2 separate regions of the Zea mays genome follow, and region 1 is linked to region 2. A link is a contact called in public Hi-C data. All regions are on one chromosome and are shown on one strand. Each heading gives the region's core, a stretch centred on a gene start, on an enhancer-like site or on the middle of the called end of the contact. The rest is flanking DNA. Distances are from core to core; before and after follow the strand shown.

Region 1 (5,124 bases), core at 1,221-3,720, 270 kb after region 2:
GCTAAACTAGAAGTAAATTTAAGGTTCATGTGTGTTGTCTATCATTCCTCAATGCCTTAGGATTTTCAGAAAACTGGCAGGTATGAAACTCAATTCTGATAATAGAGTCAAAATATCTTGAGTATAAGACCATGCTAACAAAAAATTAAGAAAACATAATATGACACGCTGACCCACTTCAAATCCACATAGTATGCTAGATCTGATGGAACCCAGATGTGAGGGGGTGTAATGTGTGGCCACAAAGCTACTGAGGCTTAAGCCCGTATTCTCAACTAGTCCACTGCTAAATTATTAGTATATGTAACAACCAACCTTCTCAGGTGGAAGATCAATTCCCAGGTTCCCTCTTGATAAAATGATACCATCTGCCTCAGCCAGTATTTCATCAAATTGGTTCAAGCCCTGCAAAGAAATAAGGAGTGTATGTATATTTGAAGGGCAAACAAATGATAGCTGGCTAATGATGTAAGAGGATTTACATGAAAATACCTCGACATTCTCAATTTTGGCAAAAATCAGAGTCTGGCTTAGATCGCCCAATTTTGACAGGAATTCCCGTGCCTGTGTCGCAAGAAGCAAATATTAGCACTGTTGACAACATTCTTCGTAAGTGTTGTACCCCAAACAAACAGTAGATAGTGTATCAAATATAGCAATGACGCATTTTCGTTGTAGTGATAGAGGTACTGCTTAGAAGCACAGCAATCAGAGAGGACAAACAGAATAACTCAAAATACATCCACAATGCAAGTTGTTTACCTGGCGCACATCCTCTGCATGTCTTGTGTAGGACAGAGAAAGGAAGTCAATCTTATTGGGAGTACCCCATTTTCTAATGACCTGAAAGCAACTCATGCATGTAAGTCTTAGGGTGGCTAAAGGACAAGGCTGCAGCTTTACAACAAATCTAGTTCCGCCACCAAATTTTCAGGTTACCAAAGGTGAAATTCTGATAGGAAGGAGACGATTTCAAAGCAACAATTACACAAGGATATATAAATCACAATTTCGAGAGTAGTTCCTTACATCCTTATCCTCATCAGACAGGGTGGGCAAGTCAATGTGAATCTGGGAGCAATGCAGCGTGAACAGTGACCCAGCCAAGGTGGCTGTGTTCTTGATTATACACACCACATCATCTCCTTTCACTTCAGAAACCTACATCAGTACGATAGGAGAGTTCCTTTTTTAAGCAAATGCTGAGAACAAACGAAAACCTACTTTCTAAAGGTACAGCATGCTAGAAGGCCTTTTACCTCCAACCAAACTGAGGTGGTCTCACTGCCAGTGAACAAGTATTGTCCCACGAATATTGTTGCCCCTGGTGTCACCGCCTGCAAGGAACAATTCTTTTTTAAAAAGTTTGTCCACTATGTGATGTGGAAACAAGACTAGACTAATAGAATGGCATCGCAGCGGCATAGTGCATAAAACTAACCCAAAAAAAATCTAAACTTGGTAGTCAGGGCATGATCAACTAGCAGTTGCCGCTGATCTCGTACTCGGTAGAAGTAAATACAGCATCGGATATTAGATCTTAGTAGAACGGCATGGGCACGTGCTAACCTTGGCGAGTCCAGAGAAGTTGATGGGCAGCAAGCTGGAGGAGGCGTCTTGGCCCCGGTGAGGGGTGAGAACGACCGTGCCATTCTCCTCGAGGGAGATCGGGGTCTCGCTCTTGTTCACCACCTGCAGCTCCGGGCCCACGGTGTCGAGCATGACCTGGTACGCAGAGTGGGATGCTTGCAATTGTCAGCTCCGTGGCGCACATTCGTTCGTTCGTTCAGAGCCGAGGCGCCAGACAAGGCGAGAGCAAGGTGAACTTACAGCGCAGAGCTTCTTGGTGGACTTGATGGAGAGCTTGAGGTTCTCCAGCGTCTCCTGGTGGTACGCGGCGTCCCCCCACGAGAAATCGAACCGGGCGACTGCAGTCGGAGGAGGAAAAACCAAACCAACCAGCCAACAAATCAGTTCCAGTGCCAGACTGCAAGCTCCAGACGGCATTGAGAGAGAGAGAGAGAGAGAGAGAGAGAGAGAGACGGAGAGTGAACAGTTACCGGACATGCCGGCCTTGAGGCAGGCGGAGATCGTGTCGACGGAGCGCGACTTGGGGCCGAGAGTGCCGACGATCTTGGTCATCGCCGGGAAGTAGCTCTGATCCAGGCAGGGATCCGCCCGGCACCGAACCGAAAAAAGCAAAAGTTAGTCAGGTCTCAGTCGAGGTAGGGGTTCCGCGACCGATCCCGCACGAATCAGCGACGAAACGAATCTGAACATGACGACGGGCGGGCGGCACGGCGGAAGGCTTACGGGCTTGGAGGGCTCGAGGATGGAGGCCATCCGGATGGGCTCCTCGAGCAGGAGGTTCGTGGAATGCATCCTGACGGTGGCGGCGGCGGCGGCGGCGGCGGCTGTCCTCCCTTCCTTTCCCTCTTCTTCGGCTCCAAGGAAAAGGAGGCAGATGCGAATGGGGGTCCGTTGCTTGACCTCTCTCGGCTCGGCTCGGTTAATAATGGCAGCAAACGAATCTCTTGCTCCGTGCTTCCCCTGCCACCCCCCGCCTATGCTTTTTGGGTTTCCAATTCCAAACTTCCAATGGGCCCTGCTGCGGGAAATGGAGACACGCCGACGCCGATGGGTCCCGGGAACGGCGGCCGCCGCCGGTTTTCTGCTGCCTCCGGCCACATGTTGCTGGGTCCGATCTAGGCCCAGGCCCAGAGCCCAACTAGCTGCGGGACCGCAAAGCAGCCGGGGGACTGGAAGTCTGGAACTGAGCCGGTGTCCCGGATGGGACGGGATGCTTGAGACAGGACACGTCACACGTCCTGCCCATGAATGATACAAGTCGCTTGTTCATCTCCGGGTTCCAAAACATGTTTATGTACTTTTATTGGCTAACAACATCGTCCTAGATCGTCCATTTAGAGCATTTATATCAACAATAAAAATGTGAGAAAGATAAAAAAACTGCTCCCCGTTCTCTTTTTTGGCGTTGTAAGTACCAAGAGAGACGAGAAATAAAGGCGGATGAACCTTTACTAGCCAAAACCCAAAACCCAGCTCATCCATGCCACGTGTAACACAAACTCATGTGGCTGCATCAGCGTTTGGAAGTCCATTGAAAGGGAAGCGTATCCTCGGTTTTGAACGGTTTCCACGGACAGGAAAAACACACGTTCGAAAGCCGGGCACACAATCCCCGTCTCGTGAAACTCTCGCCTCGTCTCGTCCGCTCCCTGTCTCGTCTCGTTCTCCTTGGATCCAATAGTCGCCTTCACGCTTCACCCACCCCGTTGTAGCACCCCAGTCTCGCCTCGCTTCCTCCGGATTGAGCCGTCGCTTCGCCCACTGCGGATATAGCACCCCCGTCTTACCTTGTATCGTCCACTCCCGTCTCCGTGTATCGGCTCGTCCTCCTCCGGATCTGTAACACCCAACTGGTGAATAATAAGAAAAGAGTTAATCTTCTTATATGTATTGCTCTACTCATTAGAACACATGAAAAAAGTGAACAATTCTCTAATAAAACATAAATAATCCATGCATCATGTTGAAGTTTATTTGTTTGTGCATTCAACAACAACAATAACAACAACAATAATAATATATTGATGATGAGGTTGAGATTTAACCTAATATGCAATTTAGAAATTGGAAATAACATAGAAAGGAAAAAAAGGAAAATACTACTGTCAGCGTTTCGACCCCGGGGGTCCCTGGACCGACGAGTAAAATTGTCGCTGCGTGCCCCAGCCCAGATGGATTGGCGCGAGACGGGACACGAAGGGGGGAAAAACCTCGGCTCGTGTTATCGTGCGCCAGAGTGGGTGCGCTTGCAGTAGGGGTTACAAGCGTTCGCGAGGGAGAGAGGGAGTCTCGCGCGACCACCCTCCTGTATGAGGGCCCTGGCCCTTCCTTTTATAGATACAAGGAGAGGGTCCAGGTGTACAATGGGGGTGTAGAAATATGCTAACGTGTCCGGCAGAGAGGATCCAGAGCCCTAGGGCTGGGCACTTTTAAACCGTAAACCGAACACCGAACCGAACCGAGCCGAACCGAACCGAAATTTCGGTTTTTTCGGTTGATCGGTTCGGTGTCGGTTATTGTTTGTGTGCAGATCGGTTTTCAGTGGCAGTGTCGGTTTCCAGCTTGCAAGAACCGAACACCCGAACAACCGAAGGACTACTGCGATTGTGCGGTTGGCTGGTTGTTTTGCTCCAATTTGAAATTATTTGATGAATCAGCCCATGGCCCAACTTGGCCCATCAACCTTCCCACGCACGTCAAGTTAGTGGACAGCACGCATGGGCCACGGTGGTGAGCAGCCAAGCATAGCGCTGGTGGGAATTTAGGATGCTAGGACATTGGTGCACTGAAGTTTGGTGAATTTCAGTATAAACCGAACACCGAACCGGAACACCGAAAACCGAAGACGTCGGTTTTTTGTTTGGCTAAACACCAATCGGTTCTCTGTTTCTCAAAACCGAAGTTTTCTAACACCCGAAAAACCGAACCGAATATACCGAAAAAACCGATTGCCCACCCCTACAGAGCCCTATGTACATGCCAACGTGGCTGTCGGAGAGGTGCTAGAGTCCTGTGTACGCGATGTCGTGGCCGTCGGAGGAGCGTTTGAGCCCTATAGAAGCACAGCTGTCGGGGCTGTCGGGACCTTGCTGACGTCTCCTTGCTTCCGCAAGGGGCTGAGAGCCACCGTCGTCATGGACGCACGCGGGGAGCCATCATTACTTGTTACCGGGGCGAGCCTAGATGGGACGTCGGTCTTGTTCCCCCGTAGCCTGAGCTAGCTAGGGGTAGGGTAATGATGTACCCCCTGCGGCGTGGTCGGTCCGAGCCCAAGGTCGGGCGAGGCGGAGACTCCTCCTGAGGCCGAGGCCGGGGTCGGGCGAGGACGCGATTCCGCCCGAGGTCAAGATTGAGGCCGGGCCCTGGGGTCGGGCAAGGCGGAGACCACCTTCCAAGGTCGAGGTCGAGGCCGAGCCCCGGGGTCGGGCGAGGCGGAGTCCACCTTCCGAGGCCGAGGCGGGGGCCGAGACCTGGGGTCGGGCGAGGCGGAGACTTCTCCTGAGGCCGAGGCCCAAGGTCGGGTGAGGCGGAGCT
Region 2 (5,252 bases), core at 152-2,651:
TGGTTAGTTTATATGGGCCACCACAAGAAGCAAAATGCAGCTTAACGTGTAAGTAACCTACCTGTACACATTCCACTTTCCAGTGTGCAGCTTCTCAGGCAGAACGACACTGTAGCCCTGTTCTGTTGAATAAAAAGACATGAAAAGTCAAGTGCTAATGAAATCTTAGGTTTGGATACAGATGGAAAATATGCATGTTGCCTCTGAGAAATGGTCGCTCACTGAAACATGAACAGTTGAAACTGGGAATGATATAAATGGGGCCGATGGGTATTGGGCGATGGGCAGGTAAGCAACAGATAGCAGCAAACCATTGATGTCCACATTAATTGTAAAAAAAAAACAGTGTACAGATTCGAACGTAAGCCTGCCCACTGCATCGATTAATATAGGGATACAGTTTCTCTATGCTTTCCATTGTTTATACTTTATAGCAGCATGTCATACTGTTGATACATGTGCATCGCAACGGCAAGAGGATCTCGTTTGCATGAAACAACCAGCGTCCTCTCTAGTCTCCATCACTAAACAAAGTGGGTGCACCGTAATCAGCCGACACAGGCACAGCAGAAGCGAATTCCAAAATCCAAACTGAAAGAGCAGCACCTCTTCTTCTTTTTTTCACTCGCACCACCGTTTCCTGCATCAAAACTGTGGGGGCTGCCGGCCTACCCATAGCATTAGATATTTCGATATATAGGGAGAAAAGTCAAAAAAGGGATGAGACACCCCAGTCCATTGCCATCTGAAGAGGAGTCCCCGATTCAGTGCAAAAAAGCGGCGGTTCGCAGTCTTATACTAGTATACGGTTAAAAAAAGGTAGAGCGGTCAAGCGATCGATCCGCTGCTGGTACGTGGCGGCGCCCCGTGTGCGGCTCCGGCAGCCGACGCGCGCCCCCGACACGGCTGCCTGCGACTAGCTCTAGAGCGCTTCGGATCGGCTCAATTCGTCTCGTCGTCCCACACAGGACGGCGGCGGGTGGGTATTGTAGCGATGGTAAAATAGTAAATAGTATAAGTATATGGCGGAGTAGCTCCCTCCGAGCCTGACATCCCACCCCGCGGCGCCGCATGCATCCCGAACTGGAGAGGAGGGGCGATAGGTGACAGGGAGGGAAGGGGGGGGGGGGGAGCGCGGCGTACGTACCGTGGGCGTACTCGGCTGCGGCGGCGGTGGGGTTGGCGGAGAGGCCGCATCCGCCGGCCGGAGGCTGGTGGTGGTGGACGTGGGCGGCGCCCAATGCGGACTGCTCCTGCTCCTCCCGCGCCATTGTTTCCTTGCGCTGCTCCTGCTAGGCTCGGGCTCCCTCCCTTTGGCGTTTCGTGGCGTGGGGGGGAGGAGGATGTGTGGGAAGGCGCGCGCGAGGCCGAGGAGGGAGGGACCCCCCGAGGTGGCGGATATGCGTTGTTGGCGTGGGAACCGAGAGGGTAGGGATAGCGATATGGTGCGTCGCCGTCGCGTCGGTCGGGGACGGACGGAGACGGACACGGCTCCTCGTGCTCGCTCGCTTTGCCGCTTGCGTGCGCCTACTACTAGCCGTATAGTATAGTAGGCAAAAAAAAAAAACGGTTTCTAGATGGAATCAAGTGTGCATCGGCGCTCCCGACGCCTTTTTGGCGCCCGCCGTCTATAGGGATAATACTAGTAATTACAAATATATAATAATAACGACATAAACAAAAAATTGCTGTCTCAAGCGTCAGTTTGCTTGCTTGCGTGCGCGCGTCTCTCGTCTCGTCCTGCGACGCTACGCTACGCGACGCGGCACGGAACGGCACGGCATGGCATGGCAGGACACGGCACGGGCGGACGCGCGGCCCCGCAGAGCGTCCGGCGGTGTGGGAAGAGACTGAGCGGCAACGACACGGCGCGCGGTGACCACGTCCTGCATTGCATGTGGAAACGCAACGTGGTAGGAACGCGCCGCGGTGTGAACGACGTCGCTACGCTATCATCATCGTTTCTGCGTGCCTCCTGCTGCTGCTAGATGTCCACATTGGAGTTTCTTCTACGTACGTTTGGGTCCGTTTGGCGACGGTAGCCAACCCATCAGACGAGCAGAATTGACGATGATCTCGATCCAAAACATTGTTCTACCGGGCTAACCAAACACGCTCTACTATAGTCTATAATACATAATAATCGGTGGGTGTGGACGGAGGCCTCAATGTGATGTCTTCTAACAGTATATTTTTTAATTAATTAATGCCCCACGGCTATACTAGAGACGGACCTGTGTAAACGTAAGGCTGAGGGAGATGAGAGAGTCCAGACCCCGCTCAATCTCTACTACTAACTATGTGCCTATCGTAGGCGTCCACAATTCTACGGTTCTGCCGTCGCGCGCCGAGCCTGCCATCTCCCTCCGCGCTCCATCCGCCGCCATCCGCGCTCGCCTCCCTCCGCGCTTCCTGGAGCCGCTTGCTCCTTCCTTCGACGGCACAGATCCCCTGTGCCTACCATCTCCCTCCGCCCTCCCGCCCCTCCAATTCTCTGTTTCTCACGCCAGGTAGGGTTTCTTACCTCCGTGTCGCCGCCTCCGTTCATTGTCCGCGACGCCACCTCCATTCCCCATCTGCACCATCGTCGGCCCAAAGTCATCAGCCTCCGCACCGTTCATGGAAGGGCGTACTGGAAGGTCTGCATCCGCTCTACTCTCTATCCCCGCTAATCTCGTGTCTGCGCGTCGCTCTCTTCCACCCTCCAATCTCGCGCCGTCTCCTCCCCGTGCTCCATCTCCTCGCCCTCGATCGTGTCTGGCGTTCTCTTCCCCGTCCTCCGTCTCCTCGTCCTCCTCCGTGTCACCGAGATCCGCGCGGTGGCGGCCTCCGAGTATGCCCTCCTCACCGTCTCCGACCCGGTGATTGAAGCTTAGTCTGCCACCACCTCGTTCGTCCTCTCCACGTCGCCAAGATCCACGCGGTGGCGGCCTCCGAGTACGCCCTCCTCACCGTCTCTGATTCGGCGATTAAAGCTGAGTCTGCCACCACCTCGCTCGTCCCCGAATCCGCAACCACTTACGTCTCCTACCTCGTCACCAGCGTCTGCCGCGTTGACCTCGACCAGCACCGCCATTCCATGTGCCACCGCTTTCACGACTTCATCACGCTCGCAACATTGTCCTGCTTCGGCTCCTCGCTGTCGCCGTGGCCTGCCAAAGCCCCGCACGATGACGTACTCCTTGGTGCCTAAGATGAGACCCAACTCAGATGCCGAGCTACTGGGCATCATCGACTCGGAGATCAAGTACGCCCGAGGACTCAGGACTGTGATGACCACGATAGGGTAATGGACAGATTCCCCTATCTATTGTGTGTGTATCTATTTTCACAATATTAGAGTAAAAAACCAATCCTTGTTTCTTGTGTAGATTCAGTCACGCTAGAGAGTGTATTTGGTCTGTTAGTTATTCTGTTGAATTGTTGTGAATTAGATCCTCCAGGTCGTGTTTTTATTTTTGGTTAATCCTATACGATCATTCTATGATTGATAGGGTAATCATGTACTCCTGTCTCCACTCTACTCAGTGCTTGTAGTTCTTCTGCACTGAGGCAGTCTTCGAACTGTGATACTTTTGACACACATAATCTGGTGTCCTTAAGTGCCCTTTTAATTTTGATGCCTTCCTTTATCCAGTGACTATAGTCTATAACATACCCATCCTATAATGTTTTATGCACTTACAGTTATACCTCATCTTAGCATCGTATGCATAGATGCTCACTTAGGCCTTACACATAATGTTGCTACTATCAAATTATCTCCTTGAAATTTGTTGGCTATGCTTTAGTAAGTGATAGTGATATTTGTTGAAAGGTGTTAATTCATTTTTCTGTTCATTTATTTTCTTGCAGGGAGACCTAGGTATATTTTTGGTGTTGTAATTTACTCCCAGGGTGCATGTATTTGAAGTTTTGGTTTATTCTAATTGATCCTAGCATGAATGACTAGCGCTTAGATTATATTAACACTTGGCAAACATTGTGTTTTTCATACAGAGTGATCTGGATCATGCTAGCAAAGTCTTATGACTATTGTCGGAGAGGAAATTCTCCGGCCGGGTGGCGGAATGCACCCGCCCTAAATCCTTAGATGAGGAGGGGCCTAAGTGTTTTGCCTGCTAGATGGAATCGGGAAGAACACAAGAACACACAAGGATTTAGAGTGGTTCAGGCCGCCGAAGCGTAATACCCTACTCCACTGTGTGTTGTATTGAGCTTGAGAGCTTGTATGAACTTGTGAGTCTGGGAGTCTAAGTGAGCTTGAGTGAGTGTGAGAGAACATGTCTTGTAACATTGCGTGCCCTCCCTTTTATAGCTCAAGGGGGCGCGTACAAGGATGTTGAGTCCCGACATGTGGCCCAGGGGCAAAATGGAAGGAAGTAACTAAACGCCTGTCACGCCAGGGTGATCTCTGTGGGGGATAGATATCCCCCGGGTCCACTGGAAGGCTAAAAGACCTCGCGAAAGGCCTTGGGCCCAATAGTTCGCAAGGTCATCCCTTCGTGGGCCTGGGGAGGGACATCCAGTGAAGTGGATTGACACAAGATTGGATCAACGCAAGCCCAGACGGCCCAATGAATTTGAGCAGCAACCGCAGCAATGATCCGACCTTCCCGTACAGTGTCCTCATACATCGGAACTGAACAGAGATAGGTTGGCGAAATTATAGGAAGATAGGCTCAGTCGGTTCACTATTACTTAGGCTCGCATTGTTATCATATCCGCATGTAATGCTCCACGGTCGAGTATATAAGGCCTAGGGGGCATCCCCTCAAAAACATCTCACTACTTAGCCATCTACATAGTTCTCTAACATCCTCGATACTAGAGAACCCCCTTGTAACCCAACACACAAAGTATCCACGCCAGGACGTAGGGTATTACGCATCTCAAAGCGGCCCGAACCTGTATAAAATTGTCCACTGTCTCTTGTGCATCTGGCACGAACCATCGAGTTACAGTCGGTAACACCGTCCTACTCCAAAAAGCACCTCGAGGGCAACCATGGGCGCGCTGTCGGACCCAAAACACCGACAGCTGGCGCGCCAGGTAGGGGGTGTGTCACTGATCCAAGCTAGCTCAATGGCCATCACCTTCCAGAACAAGATCGTCCTCCGTGTTCTGCTTTGGAACCATTTCATCCGTAGCAGACGAAGAGGGAATTCTGCATCGCATCACAGATCTGCCGGAGAGAAAGCCTTCTACAACGATCTCCGGAAAAGCCGGAGCGAAGCAGGAAAAAGCGCAAC

The links. A called contact is a pair of places that touch in the nucleus more often than the background predicts.
Region 1: a Hi-C map of ear shows a contact between it and region 2, with 2.8 times the contacts expected there. The contact joins the promoter of LOC100191614 here to the promoter of LOC100281546 in region 2. A contact is called at or near these places in 5 of 25 Hi-C or Micro-C datasets (bundle sheath, ear, endosperm and 2 more).

What each region holds. Positions count from the first base shown.
Region 1 is chr4:193,273,695-193,278,818 of Zm-B73-REFERENCE-NAM-5.0, forward strand. LOC100191614 (pyruvate kinase) reads right to left here and starts at 2,471. Exons shown (of 16, transcript NM_001137043.1): 1 at 2,314-2,471; 2 at 2,061-2,157; 3 at 1,831-1,928; 4 at 1,570-1,725; 5 at 1,260-1,337; 6 at 1,030-1,161; 7 at 763-843; 8 at 493-564; 9 at 316-405. The coding sequence starts at 2,382.
Region 2 is chr4:193,002,378-193,007,629 of Zm-B73-REFERENCE-NAM-5.0, forward strand. LOC100281546 (AMP-binding protein) reads right to left here and starts at 1,402. Exons shown (of 23, transcript NM_001154465.3): 1 at 1,148-1,402; 2 at 62-122. The coding sequence starts at 1,271.